2 separate regions of the Bicyclus anynana genome follow, and region 2 is linked to region 1. Evidence: chromatin contacts called from public Hi-C data. All regions are on one chromosome and are shown on one strand. The core of a region is the stretch at or near the end of the contact, and the rest is flanking DNA. Distances in the headings are between cores, read along the strand shown. Region 1 overlaps LOC112054114 (alpha-N-acetylgalactosaminidase). Region 2 holds the start of LOC112054114 (alpha-N-acetylgalactosaminidase).

The links. A called contact is a pair of places that touch in the nucleus more often than the background predicts.
Region 2: a contact with region 1 is called in a Hi-C map of whole body, with 2.7 times the contacts expected there. The contact joins the promoter of LOC112054114 here to the enhancer-like site in region 1. A contact is called at or near these places in 2 of 2 Hi-C or Micro-C datasets (whole body and whole larva).

The regions. Positions count from the first base shown.
Region 1 is chr23:11,715,034-11,721,154 of ilBicAnyn1.1, forward strand. All of the region lies in intron 1 of LOC112054114 (alpha-N-acetylgalactosaminidase), which reads right to left. Among protein-coding and RNA genes, the nearest start is that of LOC112054114, 40 kb to the right of the region's middle. Within about 2 kb of position 3,893, at least 4 of the 8 cell types and tissues checked have open chromatin away from gene starts, as enhancers often do.
Region 2 is chr23:11,754,518-11,760,638 of ilBicAnyn1.1, forward strand. It overlaps LOC112054114 (alpha-N-acetylgalactosaminidase), which reads right to left and starts at 3,213. Exons shown (of 10, transcript XM_024093777.2): 1 at 3,037-3,213.

The DNA of each region.
Region 1 (6,121 bases), core at 2,643-5,142:
TATTAATACTTATATTCGCACTCATCATCCAAAAATGATCACTAATCTGTAATCTCCCACAGAACAATAAATAATGTAACTCTAACGACATGTGTACACATCGGACGTAGCGCATCAAACGGATTTTAGTATTCTTTGTACTCAGTCATTTAGGGACGGATTTTTAATTTAAAAAAAAAAATCGATTTTACGTTCGATGCGATTCGTCCGATGCGGATTAGTGGTCGCACTTGTATGACTTTCTATACAAAGAATACTAAAATCCATTAAATGCTATGCGTCCGATTCCTACGATGCAGATCAGTGGACGCTTTCGTTTAAGCTCCGTATGCCTACTCCGATGATGAGAGAGCCGTCTCCGTAGTGATACGTTAAAGTAGACTGCGATGGAATATTTCACCACTTATTATCATTAACAACCGGCTCACTGTAGACCACGAGTCTCCTCTCAGCATGAAAGCATGAGAAAGTTAGGCCGTAGTCCACCACGCTAGCTAATTGCAGTTAGACTTCACACACAGAGAATTAAGAAAATTCCTCACGATGTTTTTCCTTCAACGCACCGTTGGAGACAAGGGATGTTTAATTTTTTTTTAAATGCACATAATTGAAAAGTTAGAGGTGCATGTTTCGGACCGGATCGAACCTACGCCTTCCGAATCGAAGGCAGAGGTCTATCACGTCTCAACGTAATATACTCTATGTAAGTAATTTGTACTAAATGGTATATTTACTCAACGTAATTTGTATGAAGCGATACGGCGTTAACGCGATAGGATATGAAGGCTACTTATAATCACATGCAGGCGGTTGCCTCACGTTCAGCGAAATAGGGATTGTCGGAAATACATGTAATAGTCCAGTAGTGCGTGTTGCAACTGTAATTACACATTACCTTGCTTATTGATCACTTTGCCGGTTGTGGATTTTAATTCATATCAAGCCAACGAAGACCGACCGTTTTTGGTAAAGTACGAGGTAAAGTTTGTGGTATTGTAGGGTAATCTCTGGATCTAATTAACCGATTTTGAAAATTCTTATACCACGAGAAAGCCACGTTATTTTTTTTTTAATTATTTACAAGTTAGTCCTTGACTACAATCTCACCTGATGGTAAGTGATGATGAAGTCTAAGATGGAAGCGGGCTAACTTGTTAGGAGGAGGATGAAAATCCACACCCCTTTTCGGTTTCTACACGACATCGTACCGGAACGCTAAATCGCTTGGCGGCACGTCTTTATCGGTAGGGTGGTAACTAGTCACGGCCGAAGCCTCCCACCAGCCAGACCTGGACCAATTAAAAAAATCTCAATCGACCCAGCCGGGGATCGAACCCAGGACCTCCGTTTTGTAAATCCACCGCGCATACCACTGCGCCACGGAGGCCGTTATTTGTGAGTGTCATAGTCTATACTCTCCGTATTCTCACGGGTACGGGAACTACGCGCGTAAAACCGCGGTGCATCGGCTAGTTATCAATGAACCGATAGTTATGGTTGAGTACCATTACCATTATTGTTTTCTGTAAAATCATTTTGATTAAAAATTATTACTAAAAATGTTTATTGGGTCGGTTGTCAATAATTTTTCGTTTTCACAAAAAAAATTGCGTTCATCTAGCTAAAGTAATGTGAGATTAGCTTAGATTAGGTCTATTCTGAATTCTGATTTATTTACATCGATTAAACGTAGGATTGTTGGAATTTGTACGTACATCGAAATATCAATTCAAGAAGTTTCGTGAAGTCGTAATACTAAATTTGGATTGGACAGATTAGCTACAAATTCTTAGAACTTTAGTAATTAAATATAACGTAAGATTTATAAGGTACATATATTTAAGATATTAGGCACTAGGCAGGTATATTTGATTTTCACACGGTGAAAAGTAAAGGCTATTTGACCTAAATATTACCGACTTCTTTTTGTAGTGTTAACTATTTCTTGTAAGTATTTGGCTATTTTGTCTAGTAGTCGGAGATAAGGGACCAGCTAATAAGAAAAGTTGGTATTTGTGCTTTTTAACCGATCGACTTTCAGTTGTTTGTATTTGAGAGTGTGTGGCTGTGTGCGTATTAATTATGTGCCTTATTAGTTTCTAGTGACCATGTATACACGTTACGTAACGTAGAGCCGTGATAGCCCAGTGGATATGATCTCTGCTTTCGAATCGGAGAGCGTAGGCTAGACTCCGGTTCGGGGCATGCACCTTCAACTTTTAAATTAGATATGTGCATTTTAAGAAATTAATAATTACCCAAGCGGTGAGAGAAAAACAATGTGAATTTTCCTGTGAATTTTCTTCATTCACAAATGTGGGTCTGCCAATCCGTACTGGACCAGCGTGGTGGACTAACCCCTCTCAGTCTGAGAGGAGACTCGTGCTCAACAGTGAATTCGACATGGGTTGTTAAAGATGATTTACGTGTAAGTATGTAGAAAAAGCATAACTTTTCAAAAATCCTGTTTTTTACCAGCATTTCAAAAACAGTCGTTATAATTCGTTACATAACATAAAATCAAAGGCTAGAATGTTTGCAATTACGCTATATTGCGAATATCGCTGAAATCGGATCCATTAACGTCAATCACAGTCACACAGCACTGCACATAAGTAATTTTCTACTTACCTATACGATATTAACGAGTTTTTTGTTGTGACGTCCACATCCGTAAATAATTAGGCTAATAAATCCATAATAAATCGTAATGATGTAAAATTGTTGAAACACCAATTGAAAGGAGTATGCTATGTCGTTTGTTCGTTTGTCAAGGACGTTGGTATATGGCAGGCGTATTGGACGCATTGCATAGATCAGATTTTAGTATTCTCTGATCTGCATCGTATGGATCGCATCGGATGGATTTTATCTAGCGTAATATTAAAAATCTGTTTGATGCAATCTGTCCGATACGTATGATGCGGATCAGTGGACGCCTGCCATAAGTCGATACCTGAAAATTTAATATATAAACCTACTACCTACTGAACAAAATTCTTTTTTTTTTGCTGTAAGAATAATATATATAGTGAAGAAATTGTCTATCAAGAGCTAAAGTTTATATTGTTGTAGGTGGTAGGTAATCTCTGAATCTACTGATTCAGTAGAAAATTCAATTTTTTTTTCTTTTTTTTCTAATAGTGTATTCGTTTATTAACAAAATTATAATTCGAATGGTACAAATAGAATTGAATACAATTAAGAGAAAAAAAATGACATAATTACAAAATAAATAATAAATAACAAAATATCCATAAAGTAGTTATGAATGTCATATATTAGTATATTATAAATTTTACATTTCAATATTGACCATGGCTTTTCTATAGGGCTCTCTATTAGGAAGATTGTTGTAGATTTTTATTGCCATACAAATCTTATTCTTGGCGTACACTGTCAATCTCGTGGGGGTATATTATACCCCTAGAAAGTCACCAAGTTATTTCTGAGTGTCGTAGACTATGTTATATATCCATATTCTCTCAAGGAAACCGCGGGATATTATATATACTAATGATATAAAGCTGAAGAGTTTGATTGTTTGCTGGAACGCGCTAATCTCAGGAACTTCTGGTCCGATTTGAAAGATTATTTCAGTGTTAGATAGACGATTTATCGAGAAAGACTATAGGTATATATTATCCCCGTATTCCTACGGGAACGGGAACAATGCGGGCGAATCTGCGCGCGGTCAGCTAGTACTTACATATTTAATTAGTACCTATATCGCGTAATCCCTAATGGTCATTCATACCACTTACCAACTAGTAAGTAAACATTACTCGATCAAGATTAAAGCATTGGCTCAGTGGAGTGTACCACAGACGTAACAAAGTGGTCCACGCCGTATGTCGGCCGGTTTCTTACATAAAATTACGTAAACTTTGTAGGCCGCCGTCGCTCTAGCTTCACGTGACTACTTAATCACTGCCGCGCATTATTTTTGTATCTATGGATATCTATGGATGCCCCGGACCGGATAAAGGTCGCCATTGACGGTCAATTATTCTCACGTTTCTGAAAAGCAAACGGCAGTACCCATGCGGCATACTATACAAGTCATGTACGCAGTGACCAACACACGATCGATTATAGTCGTGGGTGCTACAGAAACGTGAGAATAATTGACCGTTTGTGGCTAGCATAACCCAGTGGGGGACATGCACCTCTAACTTTTCAGTTGTGTGCATTTTAAGAAATTAAATATCACTCGCCGCCTCAAACGGTGAAGGAAAAACATCGTGAGAATTTTCTTAATTCTCTGCGTTTGTGAAGTCTGCCAATCCGCATTGAGCCAGCGTGGAAGACTGTTGGCCTTATTAGGACCTGTCTGTTGAGACTCGAGCTCAGCAGTGAGTCGAATATGGGTTGATAATAATGATAGATTAATGTTGATCTAATAAGTCATACAAATATATTCACATGCACACATCACGCTAACGCTCCTGACACGCGATGTCTATAAATTGTTATTATACATCTTAATATAACTTACTACTACAAAATCACGTTCGAGATCTTTTACTACAGAACTCTTGCGATAACAATTGAACACAATGATCATTATCATCATTGTGATCATCAGCCAATTTTAATGGTCCACCTCTTTCGATAAGAGAGGGGCATGGATATACACATGATAATTTTGTCCTCCAGCGCGTGTGGTCTATAGTGATGTTTGACTCTATGATGATCACTATCATAAGAGCCTATTGCTCTGAGGCACTGAGTGTGACGCCACCAACTTCCTATTAAATTCCGTGGACAAAGTCGCGGGATATCGCTAGTTTTGTTTTTATCGCTAGTTTGCGATAACTTCAACGCAAACAGCGAAACTGTGGTGAATTACCAGTTAATAAAAAATGCCAAATGATAAAATTACAAACATGTTTTTAATGAAATGAATGAGATGCGGGTCAATAAAACTATCAAGGAAGTGATTGCGAATTATTATAATTCAATTGTAACCAGGATATGTGAAACACAAATGGTGCCTATTTTGAATAATGGATTTAATTTAGCTTACTTACTTATCTAATGCAAATTAATTGAAATCGCGTTGGTGTCTATTAGGTAAATAAATCGACTATATTCAAATAGATATACATACATAGTTTTGTTAGTAGCATTTTGTAGCATCATCCTGTAGAGTGAATAGGCAGTATATATCGTCGCAGTGAATAGGCAACTAAACTGACTAAACTAGCTAACTAAACAAGAGTAAATAGGCACCTTCTAGGCAAGCGTGTCCCATCTACACTGTATCTACACTTGTCATGGTCAAACGTGAGCCCATTTGCATAAAAAAACTTTTTACGGAACATCCTGTATAATGGTGACTATATGTGATTGGAAAATGGACTAATTTGACTCTAAAGTGCTAAATATCTAGTTAAAAAAAAATTTTGTTTATTAACTTATATGTGAGTCTATTAATTTAACACTTAATATACTCGTAGGTAGGTAGGTAGGTACATTGATGAAAATATAAAAATAATAGAATCTGGAACTCTGATATTCTGTAATTTATCGTAGACACTATATCATTAATCGATATCCAATCTAATTAAATAAATAGTAGGAAATTCTGAAGTAGACACAGACGTTGAGAACGTTTTAAATAATCCTTGGTGTTGCTATAAATAAAATTATAAAATGTTTCTTCAATGAAATACTTATCACCCAATTATTGTAAGAGCCGTGATAGCCCAGTGGATATAACTTCTGCCTCCGATTCTGGAGGGTGTGGGTTCGAATCCGGTCCGGGGCATGCACCTCCAACTTTTCAGTTGTGTGCATTTTAAGAAATTAAATATCACGTGTCTCAATCGGTGAAAGAAAACATCGTGAGGAAACCTGCATACCAGAGAATTATCTTAATTCTCTGCGTGTGTGAAGTCTGCCAATCCGCATTGGGCGAGCGTGGTGGACTATTGGCCTTATCCCTCTCATTCTGAGAGGAGACTCGAGCTCAGCAGTGAGCCGAATATGGGTTGATGACGACGAATTATTGTAAAGACAGATTAATCGAATACAGAATCTATATTTATGAAATCACTAAAATTAATTAAGTATTAGATGCTGTAGATATGAAAATACTTTCAAATTTCAAAGATTA
Region 2 (6,121 bases), core at 1,963-4,462, 39 kb after region 1:
TTTATGTAAATAATACTGTATTCACCAATAAACTAAATGAATTTTATTCTGCGATTTCCTTCCCGTAAATGATGACCTTATTAGGTATCTATTAGGTAAAATATTATTGTCCAATACTAGTGAACAATACAATATCAATTTATAACACTTATTCCTTCATTCGATTTCATTTAACAGCATACGAAATATAATGTAACATGATACATATCCACCAATATATTAAGTTTCTCTATGCCCATATAAGGTATGTAACTAAGAGTAGGTAACACATGCGCAATACGCACTGCAAAAGATATCAACGACATCACATCTTACCTACGAGTAAAGGCACGGAAAACAAAGGCTAGCTTACTTAATATATGCAATTTTAAAAGCGAACGCCCATTCCCGGCCCAGGCCTAACTTAACCACCTGGCAATTTACTTATACCTAAAAGAATCTTGATAATTCTACTTTAATAATGAAATAATTACTTTATCAAAAAAAGTTTGCTACAACGTTTTACGGCATTTTTAATTCATATTTAATTTGTCCGCAACGGGTACAAGTTAATAAAGCAGCCTAAATTTTATGATATTTATGTAAAGACTTGGTTTGTTTGTCCATTTTCTTATTTATTAAGCTTAGTGGTAACAGAAAAAAATATATAAAAAAAATAATACAGCTTCAAATGTCGCCGCTTTGGTACGCCGGCGAACATTTTGCCCTAGTGAAAAAAAAATGTATTTTTCTTCAAGAAACATACTTTTACTAAGCCAATTATTTAACCAGATCCTTATTTATACATCATATTATCATCTCCTTATACTTTTATACCGGGGATCCTTGGGCCGACGTTGTATGGGTCGGTGTGAGTTCCCCTTTATTATTTACTAGCGGACGCCCGTGACTTCGTCCGCGTGAAAGTCGTTGTAAACTTTCAACTACCCCTATCCTACCCTACCTCTACCCTACCTTATCCCAACCCTACCCCTACCCTACCCTACCCCTGCCCTACTCCTACCCTACTCTACCCTACCCCTACTCATTAAGGCTGCACTTCTTTAATTCCCCCTTAAAAAATTGAGTAACTTCTCCCGTTTTCTCAACATTTCTCTTCACTGCTCTGCTCCTATTGGTCGTAGCGTAATGAAAAGTATACTATAACCTGCCCAGGAGTATGTAGAATAATTGTACCAAGTTTCGTTAAAATCCGTCCAGTAGTTTTTGTTTCTATAAAGAACATACAGACAGACAGACAGACAAAAATTTTACTGCTTGCATTTTTGGCATCAGTATCGATCACTAATCACCCCCTGATAGTTATTTTGGAAATATATTTCATGTACAGAATTGACCTCTCTACAGATTTTTTATAAGTATAGATTTGTGGCTTTAGCACCACTCAACATGTTAGAAAAGTAGCATTTTTTACAGAAGATTAGCTACTCGTATATAATTTTTAATCTTATCCAAGTAGGTAATAAAATGCAAACATTTGTGGATATTTTGTTATTCAACTAAGCATTTATTTATATACTAGCGGACGCCCGCGACTTCGTTCGCGTGAAAGTCGTTGTAAACTTTCAACTACCCTACCCTACCACTACCCTACCCCTACCCTACCACTACCCTACCCCTGCCCTACCCTACCCTACCCCTACCCTGCCCTACCCTACCCTACCCCTGCCCTACCCTACCCTACCCTACCCTACACTACCCCTACCCTACCCCTACCCTACAGTACCTCTACCCTACCCCTACTCTACCCTGCCCTACCCCTACCCTACTCATTAAGGCTGCACTTCTTTCCCCCCCCCCCCCCCCTCCCGCGAGTCGCGCCGAGCGCGGCAACCGTTACACAAAAATAATCTATATAGCATGAATTAGTATGCACGCGCGATGGCTTAGCGTATTTCTTGTATAACTTTGGTGTTTCTTTACCGATTTTTATGATTCTTTTTTTCTTAAATAGGTAATAATGTTAACTTTTTTAGTTAGGGATGGGTGATGAGTGTTATAAACATAAGAGTAGACAAATTTAATTAGAAAGCTCCGAACTGCTAAGCTATCGGGAGTGACACGTGTTATTGTGAGTCAACCATAAAATATAGACATATATATGCTGTTGTGTTTTTATAGATAATTTTAAGGAGAACATTTCCGTGATACGTGATTTCTATGTAGCTTTAATCATTAAGGCTGTACACGCGACGGAAGCTTAAAAAATTGAGTAACTTCTCCCGTTTTCTCAACATTTCTCTTCACTGCTCTGCTCCTATTGATCGTAGCGTAATGAAAAGTATACTATAACCTGCCCAGGAGTATGTAGAATAATTGTACCAAGTTTCGTTAAAATCCGTCCAGTAGTTTTTGTTTCTATAAAGAACATACAGACAGACAGACAGACAGACAGACAGACAGACAGACAGACAGACAGACAAAAATTTTACTGATTGCATTTTTGGCATCAGTATCGATCACTAATCACCCCCTGATAGTTATTTTGGAAATATATTTCATGTACAGAATTGACCTCTCTACAGATTTATTATAAGTATAGATATATATAATACTTTGCACATATATTTTATTTATTTATTATATAGCGCAGAAAGCTACTATAATATTATCTAGGCAAATACCAATTTACTTAATTTTGACGAGGCGAAATCTGATCTATGACTCCGAATGTTGACGTAAATTTAATAAAATAGCTGTAGGATTGTAATATTATTTGTGACATTAAAAAATGTAATATTAAATTTATTTACTTAATATTATTTTGTATTCATTAATATAAATATCGCCACTGATTTAAATAAACTATCGAACATTCTGCTCTCCAGAAATACAGTCAAACGCTTACAGGCACTTAAAATGTATTTATTATGTACTATGTAAATTTTAGTGCAATAAGTAATCTTCGCATGCAACTGCACCGAAAGAAATGTAACTTTTCCATTACATGTAGGCATACATAACAAACACACGCAATACTGCAATCCGGTATTAACTTATTAACATTTTTTTTAATTCAATTATTTCATTACTCACCGTAATTGGAGACGATGTGATGCGAAAAAAAATCCTTTTAAAAGTTTTTTTTTTTAATTCTCAACACCACGCGACGCGAAACACGGTCCGGCGAGTTCGAAATTTGAATTTAATTCGGCGGTTATTCTGGCGCGTGCAGTCGCGTTCCGATTGAAACGACGACTGATCGGTTGAAATGCTCGTTCTTCGCGCATCGGTCAACCGCGCAGGTCGCGATTGTACTCTAGGGTTGCCACCATTTCTTACTTCATTTCTTTCATCAACATCGACTAATGAACTTGAGATGATTTCACTGCAGCTCCAGACCTAGTGTCCGACCGAACTTTCGGTCACAGTTTTAGTTTTAGCCAAGGCTCGGCGGATTTTGGCTTAGTTTCGGTTTCGGCTGAAATCCGGCCAAAACTACAGTCAAAACCTAAACTGAATTCATGATACTTCATTTATCGGACATGCTCAAACAGGGCGTTGAGCTTCGAGCTACGAATTAATATTTTATAATATATTTTGTTATTTAGATGTTTTAGTGTCTAATTTTTATTTAGGTAAAAAAGTAGTTAGTACTAAGTTACCAACTAAATAGTGATTTTACACAGTTTTATGGAAGATTCGGTTTTTTCGAAAACAAACTGAAATTCTGAAGCTGAATTTCGGTTTCGGCCGTAAACCTACTTTCGATCGGACAGTATCAATTTGTAATGTGAGATACTAATTTAAGTATATCTACTGCTGAAATTTAGTTTTTATAAATCCCTCGGGAGCCATAGATTTTTCCGGGATGAAAGTAGCCTATGTGTTAATCCAGAGTAAAATCTAATTCCATTCCAAATTTCGGCCAAATCTGTTCAGTAGATGCGGCGTTAAATATCCAAACAAACATCCATACAAACTTTCGCTTTAATAATATTAGTAGGATTTAATGAACAGTACCTATATCATACTGTTATGTACACTTAAAATATAATACAAATACAAAATTTAATTATACCTAGACTTTACAGTAAGATTGGCAACCCTAACTGTACCCGAGCAATGACATTCTAGATTCAAATACTTACAGCTCCACCGTTTCCGATACTGAATACATTTGAACTTTTAATCACATTACAAAATATAAGGCGCAATGTATACCAAACAATGGATAGAGTCGTCCAAATTGAGGAACACGCAACATTTCCACGCTTGATGCGTAAACTTATGAACATCGCTTAATTATTAGCTTCAGGAAAATGTACTTCATGCATAGAATAAAATATTTTAAATATGATGCATAAAAATCATGAAACTCCACCCAAAAAAAGAACAGAACTTCAAAACGTCAAGTTTAAAGAATTGGCGACTTCACACGTAGAAAATTGAGAAGTGTCTTTATGGTATGCAGGTTTCCTTACGATGTCTTTCTTTCACTGACACTTTATATATCGTAAAATGCACATAACTGAAAAGTTGGACATGCAAGCCCCGGATCGGATTCGAACCTACTCCCTCCGAAGGTTGAGATATCAACTGGACTATCATGTCTCAAATCAGTCTTAAGTTACGACATAAACTAACATAACGAGAAAACATATACAAACAGAAGACACTGAAAGCGTATCAGAAACCAAAAATAGAAACATGAAAGTGTAAATCGAGCGAACGTATGTTAATCGTGTACTATGTAAATAAAAATGTTTACAATGAACTACATTTCGACATATCCATACATAGACCAAGAGCCCGTGACCCCAGACCTTTGTCATTTTATAAAAACTGAAAATTTGTCAGCTCATGCTCCTACCATAAGTGAGTACGGGGTGGCTTTGGGAGATAGCAGGTTTTAAGGATCCAGACCCTCAACCGTCTAAGTATAAAGTATAATTTTTTTTTATATTTTTATCGGAATAATATGAGAAATGATATCCCCATTTGCAAAACACTTGGCATCATGATAACCCTTAGCTAGATACCCTTGAAGTTTTAAATTAAATAGTGTTTTTCGAATGGTTTCCGCAAAGCTTAGTGACTGGCGACTGGGAATACAATTTCTCATAATACGCCGGTGAAAATATAAAAAAATTATACTCATATCAAATTTAATATAAACAATATATATTAATTTCGTGTAGTAAGTACATGGAATAAGGGTCCAAATTCCGAAATATATCGATATCAATTAATAAAAGTTAAGGACTTTTTAATTTATATCACGAATTTTTTAAAATTTTCCACACGTCAACAACGTTGTCGTCCATTTTGTGACGTCACTAACACATTTGATGTAACGTCGAACCAATTGTTATCTAATATTTTTGTCAGACGCTACGTTTGTATGGGATATATTATAGTGACATCATGAAACAGTTGAAAGATAGACTGTCATGACCGACAGGCGTATTGGCTTGTATTGTCAAAAACATATTTAAAAACTAAAATTATCAAGTAATCACGTCTCAAAAATATATGATTTTTTTTTCAGCCTAGAAGAACAATAATGAACTATTTAAGAACATTTAAAAAAAGTGTCAGCTAGCCTATTGGCTACTGTACTTACTTATGGTAGGAGCATGAGCTGACAAACTTTCAGATTTTATAAAATGACGAAGGTCTAGGGTTACGGGCTCTTAGTCTAACACGAAAGTGTAACGCGAATACATGACCTTGCTTCTTACTTCTGAGTTCTGTCAGTTGCGCAACCGTGAGGGCGTATTACGGAACATGCAGACATTTATAATCGTTTGATTTGGTACAATCAATATTCATTCATTTTATTTAAGATTGTGTGTAAAATCTATTGTCCGAAAAATATATACCTACTAACAATTTGATTAAAATCTACCAACAGAACGTAAAATTAATAAAAAAATATCTCTTTGTTATGTGGTATTTGCTTAGACCATTATTAATGGTATTATGGTTTTTGCAAATAAGGGTATTTGCAAAAACCCTAATTTGCTTTTTAATTTTTAGCAATTTGCTTAATAAGTACCTTTGCAACCTTTGCGAGAGTAGCTTATTTTTTCCCAAAAAATCTATACTAATATCATAAAGCTGAAGAGTTTGTTTGTTTGTTTTATTGAACGCGCTATTATCGAGGAAGGCTATAGGC